2 separate regions of the Drosophila melanogaster genome follow, and region 2 is linked to region 1. A link is a contact called in public Hi-C data. All regions are on one chromosome and are shown on one strand. Each heading gives the region's core, a stretch centred on a gene start, on an enhancer-like site or on the middle of the called end of the contact. The rest is flanking DNA. Distances are from core to core; before and after follow the strand shown. Region 1 holds the start of MED25 (Mediator complex subunit 25). Region 2 holds the start of Orp8 (Oxysterol-binding protein-related protein 8).

Region 1 (5,400 bases), core at 2,076-4,575:
ATTTATGGGCGATATTATGAGTAGTGACCCAAATATACCAACCAGAAATCCATAGTTGTTTGTAAACTTTATGCTACAGATTAGACTAATTTCAATACGGGGCACGCGTGTCAAAGATTTATGAATAATAACACAGAAGCACAATCGCCTGCAAGCGAAATCTTATTATGTTACACATTTTCCATTTTTGGAGGAATTTCATTAGCACCTTTGCGTTTGCGTAAACAATTTCCGAGTTTTAAAGGCGCCAACCGAAAGGCTGTAAACAAAACATTTTGTTTTGTCTAATTAAAGCTCCCAAAAAATTGATAAACATCGAGAAAGAGTTCTATATTATAAAAGCTGTCTTTAGCGCCGAAGGGAAAAACACTCCAACGCATATTTTTATACGAATATTTTAAATAATAAATTTATTAATGCGCCATAGCAAAACAAGTTTCGTGCGATCCAAAAATGTATGAATGGTAATTCCAATAAAAGCACACATGTACGGCAAATATTAATGAATAAATTCAGCATTTCGCCAATTGGTGTGCTAATTTGCATTGGAGCCAAGTAACAGAAAATTATAAATTATAAGCAATGGGAATTAATGAGGGGATTTGGCACTTACCTGATCTTGACAAAAGTATCCAAATCCGATGATGCCGGCGATGGCCAGGAAGAGGCAAAACACAATGATTGTTCGGATTTTGGAGCGCGGTTCCATTTTCTTGATTTCATAAACACCACTGGGCAGCAATAAGGCAAAATCACTATCGACTTGAACAGATACGTTCTTATGCATATCCCCGGGCATGTTCCATTCCCTGGCCTCCCTCGAAAATCGCACTAAAGGTCCAACAAGGGTCCACCCGAGTGGAGTCCAAGCGGGTATCCGTATCGGCCTAGCGCAACGAGAACCAGACGCGAATCGGAGGCGAGGCCAACTCAATCATACTTCAGTCGCTGCCCGATAAGAACTCGAAAAATGGGAACACCTTCGCCCATTGCACTTGGCGCGGAAATGGGTTTTCCTTGTCTCTCGGCTTTCAGTGCCTGCAAATGGAGTAAGAGTGAAAAACGGTTAGAAACCTATTAGTTTTGGGAGCACTACAAAAGCAACACCGTTTCCGATTAGTTACCACTTGACCATGCCGATAAAGCGGTCTGTCAAATTGTCTAGCCCTTATCTAGCCACTTACTTAGTAGCTGAAAGCTCTTCAGGGGAAAATCAAAAATAGTTTTTAAGAACCTAAATCTATGGCAGACTGATAAGAAGTTCACAATTAAAACGTACATACATAGTTAATTGGACTTTCTATTTTTTTGTTAGGGTCAAAAACTGATAAGCAGGCGGTGAAGTTGATTTATCGTTTAATCTGACCCTATTTTAATTGCAAATCTATTAGTAAGTATTCAAGACGGGCGTGAATAACAAACGTTTGTGCAATAACAAATTTATCTTTATTTGTGTGGGAAATCTTAAATTAAATTTCCACGCGCGAATGCGATCTGCAAATGTATAGCGTAACGATAAAATACATAAATCAACCAATAATGACGCAATAGTGGAAAGTGAATGGCGGAGCCGAAAGCAATGCATTTAGTATACCCTTAATCAATTAAAAATACGTTTAAATACGTTTATTATTTAAAGCAAAAAACCTACATCCGTACATGATAATACGTGCAATTACTCAAATAATAACTTATTATAGTTAAAAAATAGTTTGTACTTATTTCATTTAATATTTAAATTATCTAGTGATTCTTTATTTATAAGAACATATTGTAGTTCAGTTATAAAAATAGTTATCAATAATATGGTAAATATAATGAATGAACAGCCTTTGTTGTATGGGTGATTATTATCACAAGTCGCTTTATCTGGCTTCGATATTGTTTATATGTGATAAACCCGATTGGAAAATGCGTAACATATTAGGGTTTGAATGATATTGACTACATGCGAGTAAGTTGCATTTAGGTAGGGTATTTAAATGTACAAACACCCAACTAAAATAACTGGCGATCGGCAGTCGGAGTGACGCCCAAGCATAACTGGTGCCTTATATTTATGTAGGCGCTTTTTACTTCACGATCGGTGCTTCTGTAGCGATCACAATTATTGTAAACAAATGGAAAAGTTGCTTATTGGCAAATTGGACTAACAGAGAGACAAGAAAAAAAAGGCAGATGTGGCGAAACATGTTGCCAGGCAACAATAACAAAAAAGCATGCATGCTGTGCACACATGGCCGTTTAATTCACTTCTCTGTACTCTAAACTATACTTAAACCATGCTAATTGCCTACCCAAATTATCAGGTTTTTCGAGGCAGTGACGTCAGGGCAAGGAGTATAATTATAATAATAGAATCAAACGATTTAGCAACATTGCAGTAAAAAAAAACAGAAGCAAAGGGGAGCAACAAAAACAGAGAGAGGGCAAAATAAGAGAGAGGACAACCAGACAGAGCGAGATGCCAAACAACAGCTGTTCTTCTTGCCAGATGCGAAATGGGCAATTTAATGAAATTTATCTAGATTTCACTCACTTTTCACTTGCCAAACGTCGTGTTTGTGCACTTTTCACAATTGTCGCGGCGTCACACGTTTATTTATTTACATTTCTCTGCGTTTCAGGCGCTCGCACGCTCAATTAGCGCGCTTTCCGCTTTGTGCCACACATTCTGTGCCAGCCACAAAAAAGCCCGCAATTCGCACTTTCATGTGTTTTCGGCTATTTCTGCGATCGTTTTTCCTGCACTTGCACTGCTCAATAGCTAATGTTTAGTTAATTGACACTTTCTAAGCGTTTTGCGTATATTTTTTACGAATTATTTTGGCAAAACGACGCGGTACCAGCGTCAACGTCCGCATTCTTCAAAATCGGCGAATGAACTGAACAAAACGAACTGCGCAAGTTGGGCAATAGGAACAGCTGACCGCGCTGCCAGACTGCCGAACGGAAACTCGCTGCGAGAGTCTGGCAGCACTTGCAACCATCGATATAAACTATTGGTAACGAATATTTAAAGAATTAACTTTATAGTTCCATTGAAAATACATACATAAAACAACTATAATTATGATACCTAACATAAAACATCGTAATATCTTATTTATAGTTATCTTTTGTATGCAATATTCAATTTTAAGTTAATTAGATAAACACCAAACGTTTTTTTATTTGTGAAAATAGAAAAAGAATTCAATAGAAACAAGTTTTCAAGGCAATCTGCATATTCTTAAATCCAACTTTATGGGCACTTTTGAATATTCATTTATTTTGCAGCCCTAGCAATCGCTGAGCGATAACCATAAGTTGACTATCGATAGCAGCAGAGCGATATGCAAAACAAACGAAAAAAGTAAAAGAGCGGTGTAAAGCAGACAACATAGTTTACATTTTTTGCAACAAGTTTTTCAACTTAAAGCCAACTCCCATCGTCCAATGGAGGTGGACCAGATTCCCCTGGCCGACGTGGTCTTCGTCATCGAGGGCAGCGCCATCAACGGAGCCTACATCAACGAACTAAAGACCAACTACATCCTGCCGACTTTGGAGCACTTCACCACTGGCTCCATCGACGAGCGGGAATACCTGATTGCGGAGCGCTTTGCCACTCTGTACGGTATTGTGGTCTACCGTACAGCGGCCAATCTGCTGGAGCCAGTTTGTTCAACCTATGGTCCCTTTCTGCAGCCCCAAAAAGTGATGGAGACGATCGAAAGATTGCCACTAGTGGGAGGCGGAATGGAGTCCTGTGCCCACATGGCCGAAGGATTTGCTGCGGCCCACGGCTGTTTTGATGACATCAGCGAAAGGCGCCAGTTGCTCGATCAGACCAGCGTCCAGAGGCACTGCATTCTCATCTGCAACAGTCCGCCGTACCAGATGCCCACAACGGAGTCGTGGAAGTATCCGGGCAAATCATGTGAGCAGCTGGCGGCGCTCTTCAACGAGCGCAAAATCAATCTCTCCATTATTGCGCCACGCAAGATGCCGGTGTTGTTCAAACTTTTCATGAAGGCCGACGGAGATCAGCCCATTACGAGCAAAAACTATGCCAAGAACATAAGACACCTAGTGCTTCTAAAGGGATACAGCCTCAAGGAGAGAGCACCTAGTCCCAACAGCATGGCGGCCCAAATGGCTGCACCCAATGCGGCACAGGCTACAGTGCAGCAGCAACAACAACAGCAACAAAATCAAGCTGGTCAGCAACAACAAGGGCAGGGCATGCCCATGGACACCACTCCAGCCCAGCAGCAGCAACAGCAACAACAACAGCAGCAGCAACAGCAACAACAAGGCAATCCTCAGCAGCAGGTCATGAACATGAACACGATGCAGCAACAGCAGCCCGGTCCAAATCCCCCAGCGGGCTTACTCAATCCACAGCAGCAGCAGCAACTATTGCAGCAGCAGCAGCAGAATCAATTCGTTTCCAATCAAATGCAGAATCAGAACTTCCAGCAAAACGTGGGACCCGGCCAAAACCGCTGGATGTATCCCAACCAGCCTGGTCAGGCGCGTCCGCCCTTCATGCAGGGAGCAGGCAATGTGGGCGGTGTGGGCCAAGGCGGCGGCATGCAACAGAATCCAAATTCTGCTCTGATATCGCGCATTAATGCGCCGCCGCCGAACCAAACTGTGACCTCGCTGCAGCAGCAGCAACAGCAGCAGGCGCAGCAGCAGCAGCAGCAGCAACAACAGGCCCAACAGCAGCAGCAACAAAGGATGCAGATGCTGAGCCAGCAGCAGATGCTAAATCACCAGCAGTTGCAGCAGCAACAGCAACTGGCCCAGCAACAGCAACAGCAGCAGCAAGGACAGCAACAGCAGCAGGTAAATCCCAATGCAGGAAACAATATGATGCCGGCTAGCAATGCCGGCAACATGTCTAATCCGCAGCAGCAGCAACAACAAGTAGGACAACAGTCGAATCCGCAGCAGCAGGGCAATCCGCAGCAGCAACAGCAGGGAAATTCGCAGCAGGAGCAGGCCTCCTTGAGGGAAAAGATATGGACCGGAGTGCTGGAGTGGTCAGAGAAGCCAAAGTCCGATCAACAGAAGATTCCCCATACACTCCAGTGTACCGTGTGCACCAACATCAAAGATGGCGAGCCCGAGATCAAGGCTGAGAACTGGCCGCCCAAGCTGTTGATGCAGCTAATGCCCAAGCACCTAGTTGGCAATATTGGTGGGCAGTTTCTCAAGGACTCGAAAATGGTTGTTTTTCGACCCACTCCAGGAGAGGCACTCGATTCGCTGGCCAAGATGATGACCTCCGGCTATGCTGGCTGCGTCCACTTCTCCTCCATCCCCAACTCACCAGCCTGTGACCTTAAGGTTCTCATCCTACTCTACACGCCCGATCGCAACGCTTTTCTGGGCTTCATTCCCAATAAT
Region 2 (5,352 bases), core at 216-2,715, 300 kb after region 1:
AGCAATACAATACATTGATTGTTTGTTTTGGGTTGCCGGCTTATCGGTCGGCGATTTCTTTTTAAAATAAATTCCTTAATTTTTGTTGATAGCAAAAACATCTGCTTTAACCTACTCCTATAAACTTTCCATGATAGCAGTATCGCAGTTTTGCAAATATTTTTAACTTTAATTTATGGTCGTACACGAGTAATTCATTTATTGCTTCAGAAATAAAGTTGTTAATTCATTAAAATTAATTATCGAAAACGACCGATCCATATTTCCCATGACATCTTCTAGATTCTGGTGCGCAATGTTAAGATATTGCATGGGTTCAATCCAAATGTTATATACAAACCATAATTGTAACAGTTTTGTGGTCAGCTATAATCCCCATTTAAGGTAATACAAGCAGATTAAAAATAGATCTAGAGTTTCGAATCAGATGGTCGAACCGGGTATTGATTTAAAACTCCCACGTTGTATTTTTCAACAAGACTACAGCATGAAACCCACGTCACATCATTAAATCAATGGAGCCATGTTAGTATACTAACATAGGAAGATGGTGATCTAGGAGAGAACAGGACATCTGGTAGTCGAGTCTTCCAGAAAAATGCGAAAAAAGAATTAACTAAATAAACTTAAATGTAAATGTAAAAGTAAAATTACATATTTGATTAAAAGTAACTGTAGTGGTAAAATCTAAAATTCGACGAGTTTTATTTATTTATTTGATATATTTCATCCAGCTTATAGAACGAGTTTAAATGATGATTCAGCAAACTTTAGCACAAATAGAATAAGCATAAAATAATATTATTTTTTATATATAAAATTTGCGATGGGAATTTTTCAATGAAAGTACATTTAGTTCTCAAAAATAGGTTCACCCTAACGAAAGCTCGTCCACTGCAAAGAGCGAACAGTGTCAGTCACCTTTTCCATTTCTAAAAAAAAACGAGAGAAGTAAATTCTTTATTTTTTCGTAAAAATCGGCTCACTTCCACAAAAAATAAGCAATTGTGTCCAATTAGACACAAAATATAAGTCATTTTGAAATCCGCGCCTCTTTACCGATAATAAATAACAAAAACAATCGGTAAGCACACTATGTTTTGTCTGCTCAGAATTTGAATTTACCGTCCCCGTTTAGCATTTACGTTCACAACATGACGAACTCAATTTCAAATGTTAAAAATTTACGCCTTTTGGCAGACTATAAAGGCCGGCGAGCTTGACGAGTCATACCAAAAGTCGCGCAGACACATTGGGATGATGTTGAAGAAATTGACGGAAAGCATTTTAAAATCCTCGAAATCTACTGCCACTGACGTCTAATATTTTGTTACGTCCCGTCGACAGGGCTTTAAAACAGGAACTATCGATTTATCGATACACGCAGGTGCTACCAGCTGACTGTCCCGGCATTTTTTTGCGCTATGTGGCAGCTCCAACTTGATGTAATCCTCCCCAAAAAACAAACGGAACAAAAGGAATAGAAAAAACACGAAAAGCTTGTTTCGCTCTTCCAGCGTCTTTCTTGGCCGCGTCATGAAAATAATAAATGGAACGCGGGGGGTGGTGACGTCGGCAGTGCTGGATGAGCTCATACGAAAGCGAAAAGAAACAAGTTTAGCTTTTTGGAATACGGGCGACTACGACTGCAGCTTCAGTTTCAGTTGAACGCGAATCGCCAGCGACAGCGGACCGCCTGGGAGCGATAGAGAGAGCGATAGAGCCGCGAAAAGAAAAACGAAAATCGAAAAAGTGTGTGACAAAACAAGTGTGCGAGTGTGTGTGTGTGTGCGTGTTAGAATTATATTAGAGTTGGTATCAGTATAAGTACAATTCTAAGCAGAATCGCGCTTTTTTTGTCACTAATTGGAACCAAGAATATCGAAAAAACGAGCAGATTCCAAGAGCGTGTTACGTGGCCGTCTTTCCAATTGGACAACTGACCAGCTGAGCTGCTGAAAACAGTTCTAATCGGAGACTTGACTATTGAAACATTAAAATACAATCATAATTTAATAATTCCAGGCAAAATCAACTGTAAGAAACCAAAATTCTAGTGCGAAACAAATTAAGAACCTACGAGTGGGTTAAAACGGTGGAGCGGCTAAAACAAAATCAATAATTGGCCCTGCGTCCGGCCCTGTGTGCGTGTGTGTGCTTTTGTGCGCCAGTGTGAGTGTGGGTAAGCGTGTTCTTGCGTGTTTGTGAGAACGACAATTGGAGCAATGCCTGCTGATTGATAGCAAACCAAAAAAAAAAACATATAAAGGAATCAATTAAGCGAAGAATAACCAAACCTAATTAAGTGCAATAACTGAGTGATCATGCAGCAGCCCGCAACGCCCAGCACGCCTGTCAATAATGCACCTTCGGCCACCCCCTCTGCCGCCAGCGGGCCTGCTGCCTCTGCGCCCGCGGTGGCCAGCAGCACCCCCATACGCATAAACAGTGCCAAGCAGCAAGGTGCGGCGGGGGGAGGGGATACTCTGGCACATCCCGCCACACCGCACTCGCATTCGATGCCCGGAACGCCGCATCAACAACCGCAGTCAAGCAGCGTGCCCACCGGCGGTCACCTGCTGCAGTTGCAGGCGCCCCTGCCTTCGGCGGGTGGCGGAACGGGAGCCGGTGCTGTGACCCCCTCTGGTCTGTCCATGGGCGCATCCAACCAATCGCTGGGCGTGAGTGTGGGCGCCGCCAGCAGCGTCAGCGGAATCAGCATCACGCCGCCGAATAGCGCCGGACTGCGTCAGTCGACAGGTGAGTGGAACCCCCTTTTACCCGCCCCACTCTCTGTTGTCGTGTTCTTTTCCCCCCGCTTCTTCTCCTCTCTATTACTCTCTTTCAATGTCACTCATACACACTTTTCGAATTGATCAATCGCAATCGAAGCTAATGCAAACGAAACGATTCGCACATGAAAACACACACTCACACAATTGCGGTCAAAAAAATAGCACAAAAGAAGTTTATTTCGCTGACTAATCAAACGTAATTTCCCCAAGAAAATTTCAGACCTAGTTCTTGATAATCTTAATCTGAAGTGCTCAATTCTTTGCAAAATTATTCGATTTGCAATTGAGATAGTGAGCTACAATACACATTGCTCTTATTTTTGAAGCAGAAAAAAAATATATGAATTTCTTCCAGAATCTTACAATCTTTTATTTTTAAAGTTTCCCTGGATCACAAGATATTTGAAAAGTGAAAAATATATGTTAAAATTGTAGCCGCGGCGAGTTAATACAGTCGAGTTCAGACTTTAGGACCTTCTTATCTTATCTAAACTTTTATCAACTCAATCATCAATCAGTTATGATACAAACCATCCATAAAGTCATTAACCCAAGTACAAATAGATAACCCCATAAAATGAAACTTAATAATCAAAAAGGAAAATGTCACATAACTATGAGCTATTGTTTTGACCGCACTTGTACAAGCCATGGATTCCGATTGTAGCTTAGAATTTTGTTTCCGTATGCTGTGTGTTTTGCTTGTTTTGATTTCGCTGCTGCTCACATTTCAAAATTCCAGCTCATTCATCAGCCGATTGCCGGCTAATCCGTAATCCGTACCCCTACCCGTACCCCTACCCGTACCCCGCACCCGAATCCCTCATCCATTCGTAGCTCCAAGCCATCCATCCCGGGGGCCACGTTATCGCTTAACACTCGGCTTTTGTTCGTCATTTAGCGCGCTTCCGCTCTGCGGGCCCATTCAGTCATCCATGTGAGATTCGGTCGCTGTTTGGTGTTAATTGACTTGCATACCAGTTGTCTGAGTGGCTCTTCTGTCTAAACTCGTTGGGTTGCTAGGCTACTGGTTTCCCCGGATATTTCGGGGCGGTTATTGCGGTGACAGTCAGTTTGGTTAACTGGCGCTAGCCATTTGCACCTGTGCAAAGGCCACGGATTGCCGTGTTACTTCGTATGCTTACAGCTGATTTTTTAATGCATATATATCCGCTCGAACTGTGCTCATCTGGCGGCAGTGGGTCTTAATTGACAGGGTAATTAAGTTCTTTGTGCGGATTATACGAGTAATTGAGTTAATAGGCACTTCTCTTGGATTGAAAGGGAAAGTAACAGTCATTCCCCTAAAGCGCAATAATCGGATAAGAAAGCATTTCTTTAGCCACATGGCTCAGTCGTTTTTCAAACTAATATTATTATCTTCCTTCTTAAATGTGTCAAGTGCAAATTACATTAGCTTTTTAAAGTCTTAATAGGTCGAGATTCTTTCGCTTGCTTTCCGAGTAATTTTATTATCTTCCCATACAGATGGCATCAATTTCTGTTGACGTTTTTATATTTATCGCAATATTAGGATCTAATTAAAACATTTTTCATCGTCGTTTCTCTTGTTTGTATATATGTATATATAAACAAAAAACAAGACCATATGTGACGTTCAACTGGCAGTCTATATACAGTTTTTTATATTTTTTCAAATGATTGAGATGAGGTCATTTTCCAGCTGTTAGAATCAAGACTATTATTAGTTACAAGGATTGTAATATATTATATTCATTCTATAGGCAACTTTTAATTGATATAAATGATTCAAGAATATCAGTCATTCAGCTGTCCAATAAAAGAAGAGTTTAATCATAACAACTTTTATTAGCTCACCTATTATCATTAAAAGTTTGAAACTGGCTAGCATTTGCACTAGTTTTTGATTTCATATTTTATGTGCTTTATTGATTAGCATTTGCATTTTGCTTTCCATCGAACTGGTGGAGAGAAAACAAATAGTTGGGGCTTAGTATGGTCAATGGGGGTTACCTGGTAACCAATGTCGGTCTACGGGATTTTGCACACGCACCATTTGCTTGAATGTCATTGTTGTTTGTTGCTGTTTTATATCGTTTGCTTTATGGCGTGCAACTGTCATTAATTTTTTATACGCATGCTGTATTTCTTTATTGCCCAGATATATGTATATCCATAACTAAACACTATCTCCGTACAAATATGACGAGCTCTTAATTAAGGTGGACCTAGGTTAGAGCTGTGCAAGTTTAACATTAATGTTTTGAGGTTTATTATTTGCGAAACTATTATGTATTATTATTGAAAAAATATTTCCGTAATTAATTACTATCTTCTCGCATATAAAATTAGGGAGGACCTGTGGTTCAAAGCATGCCTAGGTGCAGGATTTTGAAGTTTGTGACTTGCAAAATTGTTCTTGTACAAAGTTAACGATAAGAAAACTTCGTAGTAAAAAAAAAATTTTTTATTGAGCACCAAAGATTAAGAGTTCTCCAAGGTCCACTCTAATGCACCGCATACCGTGAATATTCGCAATTAGCGGACACAAGCACTCACACTCCTATTCACTTTT

What was found. A called contact is a pair of places that touch in the nucleus more often than the background predicts.
Region 2: a contact with region 1 is called in a Hi-C map of the OSC cell line, with 2.2 times the contacts expected there. The contact joins the promoter of Orp8 here to the promoter of MED25 in region 1. A contact is called at or near these places in 9 of 107 Hi-C or Micro-C datasets (the D17-c3 cell line, the Kc167 cell line, the OSC cell line and 4 more) and 1 of 6 datasets of contacts at active chromatin or transcription factors (the Kc167 cell line).

What each region holds. Positions count from the first base shown.
Region 1 is chr3R:20,005,622-20,011,021 of dm6, forward strand. MED25 (Mediator complex subunit 25) reads left to right here and starts at 3,326. Exons shown (of 1, transcript NM_142597.4): 1 at 3,326-5,400. The coding sequence starts at 3,439. It overlaps Hs6st (Heparan sulfate 6-O-sulfotransferase), which reads right to left and starts at 2,891. Exons shown (of 6, transcript NM_001275821.1): 1 at 2,540-2,891; 2 at 614-1,038. The coding sequence starts at 799.
Region 2 is chr3R:20,307,879-20,313,230 of dm6, forward strand. It overlaps Orp8 (Oxysterol-binding protein-related protein 8), which reads left to right and starts at 1,466. Exons shown (of 10, transcript NM_001202323.2): 1 at 1,466-1,752; 2 at 2,026-2,760. The coding sequence starts at 2,325.